Regions from separate parts of the Mus musculus genome. Here regions 1, 2, 3 and 4 are each linked to region 5. The links are chromatin contacts, called in public promoter capture Hi-C maps. All regions are on one chromosome and are shown on one strand. The core of a region is the stretch at or near the end of the contact, and the rest is flanking DNA. Distances in the headings are between cores, read along the strand shown.

The links. Promoter capture Hi-C pulls out the DNA fragments that hold promoters and counts their contacts. Capture Hi-C pulls out chosen DNA fragments and counts their contacts.
Region 1: a promoter capture Hi-C map of pre-B cells shows a contact between it and region 5, with 6 times the contacts expected there. The contact joins the promoter of Traf6 here to the promoter of Hipk3 in region 5. A contact is called at or near these places in 1 of 39 promoter capture datasets (pre-B cells) and 1 of 9 other capture datasets (liver).
Region 2: a promoter capture Hi-C map of adipose tissue shows a contact between it and region 5, with 2.9 times the contacts expected there. The contact joins the promoter of Rag2 here to the promoter of Hipk3 in region 5. A contact is called at or near these places in 2 of 39 promoter capture datasets (the C10 cell line and pre-B cells) and 1 of 9 other capture datasets (adipose tissue).
Region 3: a contact with region 5 is called in a promoter capture Hi-C map of the HPC-7 cell line, with 5 times the contacts expected there. The contact joins the enhancer-like site here to the promoter of Hipk3 in region 5. A contact is called at or near these places in 4 of 39 promoter capture datasets (the HPC-7 cell line, liver and pre-B cells).
Region 4: a contact with region 5 is called in a promoter capture Hi-C map of liver, with 4 times the contacts expected there. The contact joins the promoter of Trim44 here to the promoter of Hipk3 in region 5. A contact is called at or near these places in 2 of 39 promoter capture datasets (the HPC-7 cell line and liver).

The regions. Positions count from the first base shown.
Region 1 is chr2:101,677,099-101,679,798 of GRCm38.p6, forward strand. It overlaps Traf6 (TNF receptor-associated factor 6), which reads left to right and starts at 1,322. Exons shown (of 7, transcript NM_001303273.1): 1 at 1,322-1,522.
Region 2 is chr2:101,623,458-101,626,157 of GRCm38.p6, forward strand. Rag2 (recombination activating gene 2) reads left to right here and starts at 1,255. Exons shown (of 3, transcript NM_009020.4): 1 at 1,255-1,413. The region is part of intron 1 of Iftap (intraflagellar transport associated protein); the gene reads right to left.
Region 3 is chr2:102,193,131-102,195,830 of GRCm38.p6, forward strand. No RefSeq gene overlaps it. Among named protein-coding and RNA genes, the nearest start is that of Ldlrad3, 8.0 kb to the left of the region's middle. Within about 2 kb of position 1,356, at least 31 of the 459 cell types and tissues checked have an H3K27ac peak or open chromatin away from gene starts, as enhancers often do. A contact at or near this core is called in the HPC-7 cell line, where this site is marked.
Region 4 is chr2:102,399,538-102,402,237 of GRCm38.p6, forward strand. Trim44 (tripartite motif-containing 44) reads right to left here and starts at 1,363. Exons shown (of 5, transcript NM_020267.2): 1 at 476-1,363. The coding sequence starts at 1,147.
Region 5 is chr2:104,493,205-104,495,904 of GRCm38.p6, forward strand. Hipk3 (homeodomain interacting protein kinase 3) reads right to left here and starts at 1,285. Exons shown (of 16, transcript NM_010434.2): 1 at 744-1,285.

The sequences.
Region 1 (2,700 bases), core at 72-2,571, 2.8 Mb before region 5:
TTCCAGGACAGCCAAGGCTACACAGAGAAACCCTGTGTTAAAAAACCAACCAACCAACAAACAAACAAACAAACAAAAACAAAAAGAAATAAACACAGAACACCTGATCTTTTTGAAAGCCTCTTGCTAAGTTCTCCCACATCAATTTTTTTTATTAGTTCACCTTGACAACAGTGTGTAAGGTACCACCCATGATGTAAACCTGTTCTATGATTTAGGAAGTGGAAGCTTGTAATGTCTGTCACGTGACTAACTTGCTCCAGAGGTCACACTAATAAATGAAGGAAATCCAATGCCCTGCCTTTTCTTTTCTCTGTGCCTCTCTCTCTCTCTTTTTTGTAGTGTGCGCATGTGTGTGTGTGTGTATGTGTATGTACGTGCACTTGCACACATGTGCATTATGTGCATGCCATTGTGTGCACTTGTAGTTCAGAGGACAACTTTTGGCAATAGGTTCTCTTCTACGGTGTAGGTTCTGGAGTTCCAGCGCATATCGTCAGGACTAAAGTCATGTTTCTTTACCCGCTGAGACATCTCACTGGTCCTTTACCCACCACTGACTTTGTAAGATGATCCCTTTTTGCATACCTCAGGAGTTTACTTATATAAGTGGAGGGGACAGCTATACGCAGAGTATTGCAATTCAACTTGCTTCCTTCTACTTCTTAAACTGCGTGATGAGCACACAGAAGCCTGGGTGTAGCTTTTTATACTCTTCATGCCTTAAACATTTCAAAGCACTTTTTAAAGGGGATAGAGGAAGAATTGAGTTTGAGTTGTACTAGATTCTTATGTTTGAAAGAATCCTTCTACTAAGATGTCAGCAAAAGATAGTATTATTGATATTTACTGCACATATTATTTCCTAGATGATTTTAAATAACTTATTTACATGTATCTACTTACCTTACCTAACAGCCTTAATACACAATAATACCTTTCATATCAGATGGAGAAGATGAGTCAAATTTTCAGATGAGGGTGAAAATCTTTTGGGCATCTATTGCATTGTGCCAGTTACAATCCGTAGATATTTGCATCCAGTTAAACTGAGAACTCAAAATAGCTCTCCCGTGACAATGTTGGAGAATGGGATCATGCAGATGGCAGCAATTGTGAAGAAATGTTTCATGCATGAGACGACTGTTTTGCACTGGTCCGAGGAAGGGCTACGTGATTAATGTAAGGTTCTGCCTATTGAGAAAACTTCTTTGCGAGGAAGGGCGGGGTAAGGCTTCAGCGTGGAGGACCACAGACAGGGGGCGGCCTCTCCCGCGGGGCCTCTTTGTCCCGGGGCGCGCTCCCCTCCCCTTGCTGCTCCTAGCGAGCTGAGAAGGCGGAAGCAGCGGCGGCCGCGGCTGGGGCTGAGGCTCCGGCCGTCGGCGGACGCAGCAGCCGCGGCCCACGAGCCGGGAGTTTGGCGTCGGAGCCACTTGGTCTCGGAGTGCCGTGTATGTAGGCGACGCGGCGCAGCCCGGGGAAGCCTTCCCAGTTGGTTGTGAAGTCTCAGCGTGTACGATCGGTGAGTGAGCGGCTTCGAACTAGAGTTCCGGCGGCCGCGGGCCCGGGAGAGTCACCCCCGGTTCCCCACGGGACAGGGACCTGTCGCCGCGAGCCCTCGCTTCCCACAGATAGGACTGGCCATCTCCACGTCCTCCCTCGGGTCCGGGACTCCGCCCCCTTGCCCCCTCTCGTCTGGGTAGCCCTGGGACCCCCTGTCTCAGCACAAAGCCACCTCTGTCCCTGTCGCCTGACAGGTGCAGGATGCGCCCACAGTCCTCCCACGAGCCGGAGGAGCCCTCTGTGCCCTCCCCGGGACTGCGGGTCTCCCCTGCTCTAGCCCCACAGGTCCTGAACCCGCCCCTGGTTTAGGAGCCTCTCCTGGCGTTTCTGTCGCCTTCCGGCACACGGCATCCCTCTCCCCAGCCCCTCTCTTCCTCACCTGGTGTTTTCCCCTGTCCGGGGAAGGAAATCGCCTGCTGGGTTTTCCCGTCCCTTCCAGCTTAAATTAAGAAAAGAAAAGAAAAGAAAAGAAAAGAAAAGAAAAGAAAAGAAGAAAAGAGAAAATCCCTTCAAACTCCCAGAGTGCAGGGGAAAACTTTTTGTGTGCCCTTTTAAATTCGAGAGCGGTTCTAACCTAAGCAGCAAGTTTAAAAAAAAAAAAAGTACGCTGACACCAATGTTCCCCTCCCCACCCCTGCGCTCTCTCGATTGTTCCAGACGCCGTGTTGCTAAAGCTGTTCCTAGTATTTGGCTTCAGGGGAACTCCGGATGAGACTTAGACTGTCTTTGTGTGTGAACAGAAAGCACCTAACGCTTGGATGTATAGGATTAGCTTGTTTTCTGAGAGCAGTCCGCTAGCCTGTGACAGACGTCTAGAAACGAGAACAATTTGTCACAGCCGAAGTATTATATTGGCTTTGAGACTTGAGCTGCTGGCCTTTCATACCTCCTTTGAGGATGCCGGGGTGGGGAGAGCTCTTTTTGGTTTTTGAAATGGAGGGTAAAGAGGTGTCATGTGACTCGAGGAAAGTGTTTGAACCAGTGGCTTAGCCACATGATAGATACAAGAATCATATTTGAGTTTCAGCCTTGATGCCCTGTATATACTATTTCAGTATTATAGCCCTGTTTTACTTGATATCTGCTCCTCATCAGTTTTAGTCACTTGACTTGTATAAAAGAGGGTCCAAAATTCTT
Region 2 (2,700 bases), core at 5-2,504, 2.9 Mb before region 5:
GATAGATAACCTAGTCAAAGACTAAGTAAAAACTGCCAGGTTAATGATAGTGTTACAATCTAAAGACTAAAACACTTGACATAAGCTACTTATTTCAGCTCATAATATTAAGTGAAATCTGTTTTGTAAGACTGTAGAACCATCTAGAACATCAGCTTTATGAGTGTTGCCACCATTGCTGTAGTTTCAGACATCATAACTCACACAATGGTACTGACAGGAAAACAGCCAAATGTGCTCCTCCAGACAAGCAAAAATCATCGTGGAAATAACTAGACAATGATAGTTGAACCAACATTTTCAGATGAGAAGAATCAACAAAGGAACGGAGCTGCACATGCATTTAAAAAAGAAGAAAGTCAATCCTGAAACCAGATCGAACATTTTCAAATAAAATTAAGTCGCTATGTATACAAATATACCTATAACACCACTCACCCTCATAATCAAGATTTATTATGCACGCCCACTTTTCCATACATGGTCTGTTCAGAAACATTCAGATCTTATCTTGGAGATAAGAAAATTGAAGCTCAAAAGAATAACTCTATTATGAGTGATGGAAGAAAAAGCCCTACCAGATCTGTCTACCCCTCGTCACTATCTGTGGCCATCTAAGCTTTGTGGAAGCTGACTGAATGACAAAGCAGAAAAGGTCCTTTTATACTCAATGTTTATGCTCAGTGAAATCCCACACAGCTATTAGAATTGTAAAGGAGGTTCTGCTAACAAGTCCATATAAAGTTACAACGCTGCCTCTGACTGAGGACAGTTCATAAATTGTCATGTAAGGTAACACATTTCTTTATTAGGCTTGAGGGTTAAGTAAACCCTGTATTCACAAGCATCACAATGAATGTTACACACAGCCACAAAGCAGACAGAGGTCTCCAATATGTAGAACCCTTACTCCTTAGTCTGCACTAAGGCAAACCATAAAAGAGACATTCTGATCTCTGCTTCAGAACAGATAATTTCCCATTTAATTCACAATAGTATTCACTTAAACCAAGCTTAAGACAGTCATTTTTTGTGGGTTTTCTAAAATGTTTTTAATTTTAACAAATCGAGTTTCAATTAGACCTTGTCTTTACAAATGACTGGTATCTCGGGACTTAACATTTTCAATCTGTCAGTAATGAAAAGGTTAAACTTGAGAGGAACACCCTGGTGGGTTTCTGTCTCCCTCAACCATCACAGGGGTGCAGGGAGGGGGAAGGAGGTCACAGTCAGTTACTCCCGTTACACCAGCACACCAGTGCTCACTGGAACATCTGTAGGCACACAAACACTCTACCCTGCAGCCTTCAGCTTGGCACAAACTAAACAGTGACTCTTCCCCAAGTGCCGAGTTTAATTCCTGGCTTGGCCGAAAGGATTCAGAGAGGGATAAGCAGCCCCTCTGGCCTTCAGGTAGGTCCAATACCTTCATTTCTAGAAAAGATAAACATTTACCTATGTTGATAAACTTTAAGGGGCTGCCGATGCCACACTAAAGCAACTGGCTACAAGAGGGCAGAGCATCTGGGTAAGGGAGACGGGTCTTAGATTTTGGAGGTATGGTTGTGGTATTCAGCTACTGCAATGACTAATTCCTTTGGGGCGCTATTATTAATCTTGTCAGATAAATGACCCTGTGGCATCAATGTGGGAATAAAGACCTAATCCTGGTTTATTGCCAGCAGAAATTATATAGTGTGTGCCTCAAACCTGATTAACCATGCAAACCAGTGTTAGTTAACTCACACTACATAGCAGCAGTCCATGGGCGTACTTGCTATTTTGGAATCAGGAAACATAAGCAATGCTGATCGGTAAGACTGAATGCTTCAGAGTATATACTATCTGTCGTTGGAGAGAAAGTCAGTTCAGACACAGGAAACTACAAACCCAGACCTCACACCATTAGTTCCCTTCCTTTTTTTTTGGGGGGGGGGGGGGTGTTTCGAGACAGGGTTTCTCTGTTATAGCCCTGGCTGTCCTGGAACTCACTTTGTAGACCAGGCTGGCCTCAAACTCAGAAATCTGCCTGCCTCTGCCTCTGCCTCCCAAGTGCTGGGATTAAAGGCGTGCACCACCACCGCCCAGCTCATTAGTTCCCTTCTGATACTCAACTATGGCCTTGCTTAAAGGTGACTTAGGTGAAAACCGCCCTGCTGCGGAATGCTAGCACAGGACTGAGGACACGGCACCAAGGATGCTGGACCTGGATTTCTTCCTTTCAAAAAGCATCTTTAATGTGTTGACTTTGAAATTTCCCTCAGTTGAAGAACACAATCTTTTTTTTTTATGTCTATTTAAAGAAAAACCTTCAGTGGGTTATTTTAGATCTAACATAATTTTTAAACAATTTTAAAAACCCTAGATGTAACTAATGTAGTTATATTAAAACCATGGAAAAGGTATACTCTTCAACTCCAGTGAAAATCGATTCCAGCCCATAAACCAAACTTTCAACAACTCAGTGCGTCAAAAACGCTCACATCCCTCCAATGTTTCTATTATTTAAACACACAAATCCTCTGACTAAACTGCCTCACCTAAGACTTAAATGGGCAAACACTTGTCTCTGTTCCAAAAGGAGACGATGTTTTTAACAGCCCTTTGCTGCTTTTAAGGGCTCCAAGTTTATTACACATATGTTTTGAGGGCTCCAAGTTTATTACAAACCTGTGCATTATCTGAGAATATGCTCTATTT
Region 3 (2,700 bases), core at 106-2,605, 2.3 Mb before region 5:
GAATGTAAAACGGAATTGGAAGTTGGACATTTACCCCGTGCGAGTCCATCTGGAGAGGTGTGCCAACCCACCCAGCAACAATCGAGTTACAGCCACATAAACATGAGCGCCATCGCTGTGAAAATCCAGAGTAATTGCAATGAAAATTTCCAAGGTAGAAGAGATCGGGCAGTGGTAATGCTAGAAGCTATGTGTGTAGGCCAGTTGGCTTAGAGCTCACAGCCTAGCGCCAGCAAAGGCAAAGTCAAGGCCAATGCTGGGCTACGCCGTTGGCTCTGACTGTGGGGAAGAGCTCCAGGCTCACAGGATGAGTAGAATCTTAGTCCCACTCAATCCTGCTGCAGCTGCCGGTGTTTGAGGGCAAAAGGGAGTTATGGAAGAGTTTGAAGGACGCCAAGTCAATCACAGCAACCATGTCTGAGATTCACAGAGGGCAGGCCAATGCAACAGTTCACTCACAAGAGGATGAAGCATTTCAGGACCGCCTGATAAATAGGTCTGAGACCACAAGAGCTCCCCGTACCACACCCTGCTGCCCGGCTGCTTCCTAGGCTCCAGATTACCTCATGAATCAGTACTGACTCAGAAATAGAGGCCTGATGCAACAGGGGCTACATCCCAACTAGTTGATGCCAATGGTTCGGCAAATCTCATGTGCACATTCAGTTCTTCAAGCTCTTGTTATATTCAAAGTAGACGAGTCGTGTGGTTTTCAGTATGCAAAGTGTCTTCTCAACCTATAGATTGGTGCTATGGTTTAAATATAATTTACCCCTCCAAAGTTCCTGTTACCAGAGTTTAACCCGAACCAAGAGTATCAGGCACATAGAAACTTCATCTGGCTGTGGTATCTGGTGTGTGTGCGTATGTGTGGTATATGTGTATATTTGTGTTCCTGTAGGTTTGAGCTTGTGGTAACAGGAGAGTAGTGTATGTGTACGTGTAAGTACATAAGGAGGCAGAGGTTGACATCAGGTTGCTTTGTTTTGCTTTGCTTTGCTTTTCCCACTGCTCTCCATTTTTTTTATGAGACAGGGTCCTCCCCCAGCTCCCCTGAACCTAGAGTTCACCAATTTGGCTATGCTGGTTAGCCACTGAGGTCCAGGGATCCAGTTGTCTCTGCTTCCCCAGCCCTGAGCTTCCAGACAAACACCACTGCGTCTAGATTTTTTACTTACATTTTGGAAATCCACACTTGGGTCCTTGTGCTTGTGTGGGAAGTGTTTTATAAGATTAGCTATCTCCCCACACTCCTAAATGTGGCATTTTAAGACAGGGCCTTTGGGGTGTGATTAGAGTTAGAGAGGCTTATCAGAGCAGAGCTCTGGGGTTGGATGTGGTGGCTTTCTCGGAAGAGAATGGGGAAGCAAGGAGACACATCCTTCCTGCCTTCTGCCATTGAAGCGCTTATCACTGAGACTGCTGCTAAGCAAGCCATCACCTCCTACAGCCTCAGCATTGTGCCTCCAGACAAGTGAGTCAAAATAAACTCCTTATAAAGTTATCCAGCCTCGACTATTTAGTTGTATTTATGCAGAGTGGAGTGATATGACCGGCAGGCACAAGCCTAGTTAAGACAGAGGTGGCAGCTAAGTGCTCTGGTAGAAGAATTTTAGTAATAAGTAATAAGTCTTTAGTAATAAGCCTCTTTTAGCAATCCATCCTTCATATATTTATTATTGATCTACATTCAGGGTGTAGGAGATGCATCACACCCAGAACATGCTCTTTCCCAATCTAAAAATGCAATGGAGGTCAAGTCTGCCCTAACGTGCACGGCGTAAGAAGGGATGGATGAGAGGGGATGTATAGGAATCATGAGTTTCTGACTCTGGGGACAGTCTGATCAGATGGATTTGATAAGTGTCTAAGTCAACATTTTTCTGCATACGTATCTTTAAACTCAAATTTTAAAATGTTGAGTTTTGGTTCAAACACATGGAGTGAAGAAGTTCTCCTGCAAATAACAATAATTAGAAATATCCACTAAGCACTTACTCTTTCTTTCTTTTTCGGGGGCGGGGTATGGTCCAGGGCAGAGTTTCTCTGCAGAGCCCTGGCTGTCCTAGAACTTGCTGAGCACTTTCTTATGTAGGCGTACGTAGGGCCCACTGACAGGAATTGAGACAAGGACTTGGCTGCAGGTTGTTCCATGGAAACAGAAGTAAGCAAGTAGAGACAACAGGGGAGAAAAGCCAAGGAAAGATGTGCTGCTCGGAGCTGGCTTATACTGTGGCCAGCTGAGACTCCATGTTGATGGCAACTGTGAAGCTGTGGAAGCCATATCTAAAGTCAAGCTTCTGGGTGTAACGCAGGCTCATTTTCTATGAAATTCAGTCCTTGTTGACTGAATTCTAAATCTCTACCCTTCTTTCTCTTTTCTCATTTTATCTGAGGCCCTCAGGCAGCAAAACTAGAAGTGGGTGCTGAAGACGGGAGCCAGCAGCAGTGGGGTCAGTCTGTGGACAGTGCCCACTGCCATGATCACACGGGCCCGTCAACCAGCATACACCAGCGAGCAGGTGTCTCACTTCCCACAGGTTGGCCCCAGAGGTTCCTCATTTTCATTTTCATGGGGAGGAACTGAGATGTGGACAGATTAAATGGTCTATTCTAGGTAACAGAAGCAGGATATGGCTGAAGGGCCTGCCAATCAATGTTGTTTAAATCCTGAAGCCAGCCTGTCAACATGCTCAAATA
Region 4 (2,700 bases), core at 113-2,612, 2.1 Mb before region 5:
AACCTAAGACAACTCAAGACACACACCACAACACCTGTACCGCCACTTTCCGAGTCTTCTACTAGAGGAACCAGCTCCTTGGTTTTGTCAAAATCACCGTTTCTTTCTCATGTTTTCCAAGTGGGCTGAGTTACCATAGCAAGAGCCCTAAGTCAAAACACTTATCCTAACAACGGTGATCATGTATAGAAATGGGCCTAAATGGCGTCACAGTTCTCAAGGAATGGCCTATCTGAATTCCAGGGAGAAGTAATTTGCAAACTGTCAGAAACTATACTCAAGATTTTCTGTGTTCTTGTATGTTCACAGATGAGAACTGACAACTTGACAATTTCAACCAAAATGGTAGACTAGGCACGGCTTCCAACATGGCGACTCGTCTTGTTGATACATGAAAATGAATGTGGTCACAGCTAGGCTATCTGAAATCGGGGATCCTGTTCCCCTTAGACATGTCTGAATGCCCGATACTCACTCTCAGTTCTTCGAAGGCTTCGTCCAGCGTGGACAGCTGGTGGCCCCGGTGAGCCCCAATGACTGGACACAGGACACAGATGAGCTGCCTATCTTCCTGACAATAGGTGCTCAAATCCAGCCCATGGTCTGGACACTTCCTCTTGGCCACTCTCTCCGCTTCCATCTCTATTTCGGGGTCAAATTCGCTTTCTGCCTCAGTTTCTCCTTCTGCCTCTGATTCCCCTTCTTGGTTGTCTTCCTCCGCCTCGCTCTCCTGCTCATCCTCCATCTCTTCCTCGCTGTCTTCTTCACTCTCCTCGTCACTCTCATCCTCACTGTCTTCCTCGGTCTCGCTCTCTTCTTCCGACTCACTGTCTACCTCCGTCTCGCTCTCTTCTTCCCCGACCTCGCTCTCTACCTCCCCCTCGGCCTCCCCTTTGGCCTCGCCGTCTTCGGGGAGCGCGTCGTCTCCCCCGCTGGCCGGCGGAGTCCAGGCCTGGGCGCCATGGACGTAGGCAGCCAGGCGGTGGCTGAGGAACTTCTGGCGATGCGCGTCGGCGTGGCGGCGGCAGTAGCAGAAGCCGCAGTCGCGGCACACCTCCTCCGCCCCGGGCGCCTCGTCGGGTTCGCACTCGTCACACGTGCCGTCGGGAGGCAGCTCCTCGCAGGCCGCGCCCACTCCGGAGGCCATGTGGCTGCAGGGACGAGGCCGAGGCCTAGCGGCTGGCGTGCTCTCCGCCTTCAGCGCGGAGCGCCTTCCTCACGCAGGCCCGCTTACCCCCGGGGTCTGGCCGGCCGCCCCGCCTGGGCCGCGCCGCTGCGCTGCGCCGCGCCGCGTCTGCAGCTGCTGAGGCCTGAGGGCCCGGCCAGCCGTCAGCGCTGGGCCTGGCGCCCGCTCGGTCTCTTCGCCGCGCGCCGCGCCCGCGCCCCGTCCCTCGCGCGCCACTTCCGGCGCGGCAGCCTGCGCCCCGTCGGCCCCTGCGCCGCGCAACCCGGCCTCCGTTGCCCGGCAAGATCGCGGCCGCCGCGGGCCCACGCCGCCCCGGTTCCACTTTACCCACGCCGTCAGCGGCCTCCTTTCACTTCCTGAGTCACTTAAAGCGGCAAGGACCCTTTTCTGCGTTTTCCCGCGGGGCTGAGCATCCCCCCCGGAAGGAGAAGCTCGAGCGCAATCTCTCCTCGCAGAGCAGGGCGACGGGCCCCGCCTCTCCCACGCCCTCCCTGGAGGTGTCAACCTGACCGAAAACCACTAGCCTGCGGTCCCTGCGGACTTATGTCACTCTGGAGACACTGTCCCCGCCCCATCACAGCCCCCGGATTTTCAAGGGGCCAAGGCCCCAAGGCTCTTTATCACACCGAACCTGCCCGCCTGGGATTTCCATAAAGCCCCCAAAAGGGCTGTGTGTGTTCTTCTAGGCTACTGAGGTCTCAGTCTGACTGAGCAAACACGCAACATTTTTGATCCAAAGCAATACTGTGCCTTGTGTGTTTGCAAAGTCTATTTGCATCCCGGCCTCCTAGGGGTTCAGAATCTCTGAGTAATAGCTGTGTCAGGTGAAGGGAGGTGAGGGGGATCATAGTTTTGAAGTGAGATGCCAACTCCCAGTCACTAACTGGTCACTCTAGATTCCAAGCCGACACCAAGAGAAAGGAAAGCGGTTGATACACATTAAACAATGTTAAAGTGCCCCAGACCGTGCTAGATCTTCTTGTGGTGTTTTCAAAGCCTGATTTTAGAACTTTATCCACTAGAGTCCCCAAATCCTAAGGCCACCACTTAGGTTTGGTAATCATGGACAAATTACTTCATCTTTCTGTTTTAAAAACCACCCCCCCCCAAAGACAACAACAACAAACAAACAAAAAACACCAAACTCTGTAAAATAGAAATAATAGCAATATCTCCTTCGTGGGGATTTGTGGATTAAATGTAAAGGAGTCTGTACAGAAGTGATCAGTAAGCTTTATTAATTTTAGCATAATTTATAATGCTGACAATGACACTTCAAAGGTCATTTCATACCTTAAACATAAGACATTTTTGGTGGGCTGCTGGTAATGTAGCCATCCCCTTCTCTACCATCTATGGTTGTCTCTCCAGTAACAGAAAAAAAAATGTATTTGAGAGAGAAAGGAGGACATTTTGCTCTAGTGGGGCAGAGGAAAGTGGATTACAGAATGGAAAATAGCTAGGCATGTGATGCACACTCTCAAGCACTTGCGAGGCAGAGACCAGTGGGTCTC
Region 5 (2,700 bases), core at 35-2,534:
CCCAAGATCCACATACCATTTTACAACAGCCGTCTCCCCCCAGACAGGAAAACAGACATTCTGGTCCCGAGTCCTTTCCGCTGGTCTCCCCACAGCGCGAAGGGAAGAGGGCCGCCGCCGCCGTAACGAGAGAAGCCGGCAACAGCCCCGCCGCGCGGCCGCCACGCCTTCCTCCCGCCGCCGCTGGGGACGCGAAGCCTCGGATCACATTTCTCCTCCCCAACAATCACACGCACGCACGTCTCCAGAGTTGACACCCTCCAAACCCGCCGCCCCGCGACGCCGGTGACAGGGCCACCAAGCCTCCGCGGCGCAGCCACGGGGCTGGGCGCTCCGGCGGCGGCGTGCGTGCACGTTGGTCTTCGCTCCCATCAATGAAAGGAACGAGGTCTCCGTAGTGACGGCCTAGAGCCGCCGAGCCGAAACGGGGGGCCCCCGTGGGACCAAACAAAACTTCGGTTGCTGGGAAGAGCCGTTGCGCAACCTAGGCTTGGGGGAAGGCCCGGACAGCCCGGCGCGGCCAGGGCGGCTTCCCGGAGGCTGCGCCAAGCGCGCGCGGAAAGCACGCGCAGTCCCCGCGTACGGCCTCCTCGGGCCTGGCTTGGCGCCGGCCTTCGGGAACCGCCCGGGCCGGCCGCACTGGACAACCGGGCGGGAACGGAGAGCCGTCGCTCCGAGGGTTCCCCCGGCCCCCGAGGCCCCGCGACGGCGCCGAGCTACCCGCCCTTGCCTGGCTTCCTTACCTTCCTAGAGGCCCGCGCTCTCCCCGCTTCGGGCGGCCGCAGCCCTGAGCATGTCCGGGGTGGGTCGCGGGGGCCGTGCGGGGACCCGGAGCCAAGCGCTTCAGCAGGCGGCGCCACCCAGCCGGGGCTCAGCCCCTCTCGGCGGCCGCTGCCATCTTGTCCTGGCGGCTGAGAGGAAACGGCGAAACACCCTCCCCCGACCGCTGCTGCTGCTTCTCTGGCTGCCGATCGCCGGGCCCGTCTCCCTCATCTTCCTTCCCGGGGACCTGGGGTGGGGACCGCTCGACTGGGGAGAGGGGCAGTGACAAGCCGGCGGGCCACCGGGGCCTACGGGCAACAAGGGATGCAGGGCCCGCGGTGCTGAGGGCCCATTTCCCCGGAGTTGAGACGAGGACGAGGGCTGCTTGCGAGGCCGCGTCGCCCGGGGCCTGCGGCTCGGACTCCTCGGGGCGCCGCGCTGCCGGCAGTCGTCACCCGGGCAGCTGCGGCAGGCCGCCCCGATATCGGGCCCCTCCTCCGCGCGCCCGCCGGCCTCGGCCGCCGCCTCCGCAGCGCCACCGCCCGCTCGGCCGCTCTGAGCGCCGAGCCCGGGCGGCCCCGCTCGGGTAGGGCCGCGGCGCCTCCGCGAAGCCCCTCCCCAGGGTCCGCCTGCAGCCGCGCCCTTGACGCTCGCAGCCCGCCAGGCGGCCCGCGCGGATCCAACCCTGAGCTCTCACGCCATCCCCTCCAAGAGGAACGGCTTCCGTCAGCCCTCCTCTGCAGTTCTGAACCTGACTCCGGGCCCAAAAATACACATTTAAGGGACAATCCTAATACCCAAAGGGGTTCAGATGCGGAAGCAGGATTCCACAGGCCTTTCCAGGTTACCCCATCCTAATTCTCTTCCCACCCCTTTAGAATCTGTTTCTTGGCATCTTAGGAGTCTAAAAACGCAGAAAGAGAATGAATAATCTAAGCCTAAAATAGGTCCTTCTCGCTCCCCCATTCCAAAACAGCAGGAGACTTGTCACACCACGTCAAAGAATGAGGGACGGACTCTCTTGGAAGTTTTCCAAGTGCACCACCACAGTGGTTGAGAAGCTGCCCACCTCTACGTTGATAATTCTCCATCGAGTTAGTTCCACACCCAAGCTAGTTTCTTCGCTCCTGGAAACTAGGAAATCGACAGAATGGTCCATTTCCACCCACGTAACCATAGAACCATGGAATTTGAGATGAAAGAATCTTACTGATGCATAGTCCAAACTCTTATGCTAAGACAAGGGTTTAGACAAGTTTCGATGACGTGAGCAAGGTTAAAGAGCAAAGCTTTAGTCTCCACCCCTCTCCCCTCCATCTATCTCTCCAGAAAGCATCTATCTTCGAAGCAACCCATCATTCAGTAAACCTATTTTGCCACCTGTTTCGTCTGGGTTCTAAACTAATATTTAACGTTTCCGCAACGCAAGCACCTCTGTCTCTATAATGGAGATGTCCTTTGCTTTCTTCCTTTACTAGAAGGACTGAGCTTGCCGATGTTATTTCTCCACACATATTCTCCATTGCAGCAGCTGGGGCTAAAGGGAGGGTCAACTCGCTGGGTAGATACTAGTCCTTTACCTATTGCCTTTCAAACTAGGACTGTGTAGAATGTCTTTAAAGGGGGAAAGGGTATCCCCTCGAGGCCACTGATAATCCTTTTTCCAGTGACCAGTGTTTTCTTCAAGATAGGAGTACAGTGAAGACTAAAGTAGAAAAGCTAATGACTGATTTTTAGAAAAGGTGTATGCATGAGATGGCCACAGTGATGCAAGTCTCTATTGCCAGCGCCGGGTAGATGGACAGAACCGGAAGAGGCTCGAGATTACCCTCTACATCCAAAAGGAGGGCAATGTCGGAGCCATTCTTTATTCTTTAGCATTTACATTGGATTTCTTTTAAGGCAATAATCTGAAAACCAAACACAAATTATTGCTAA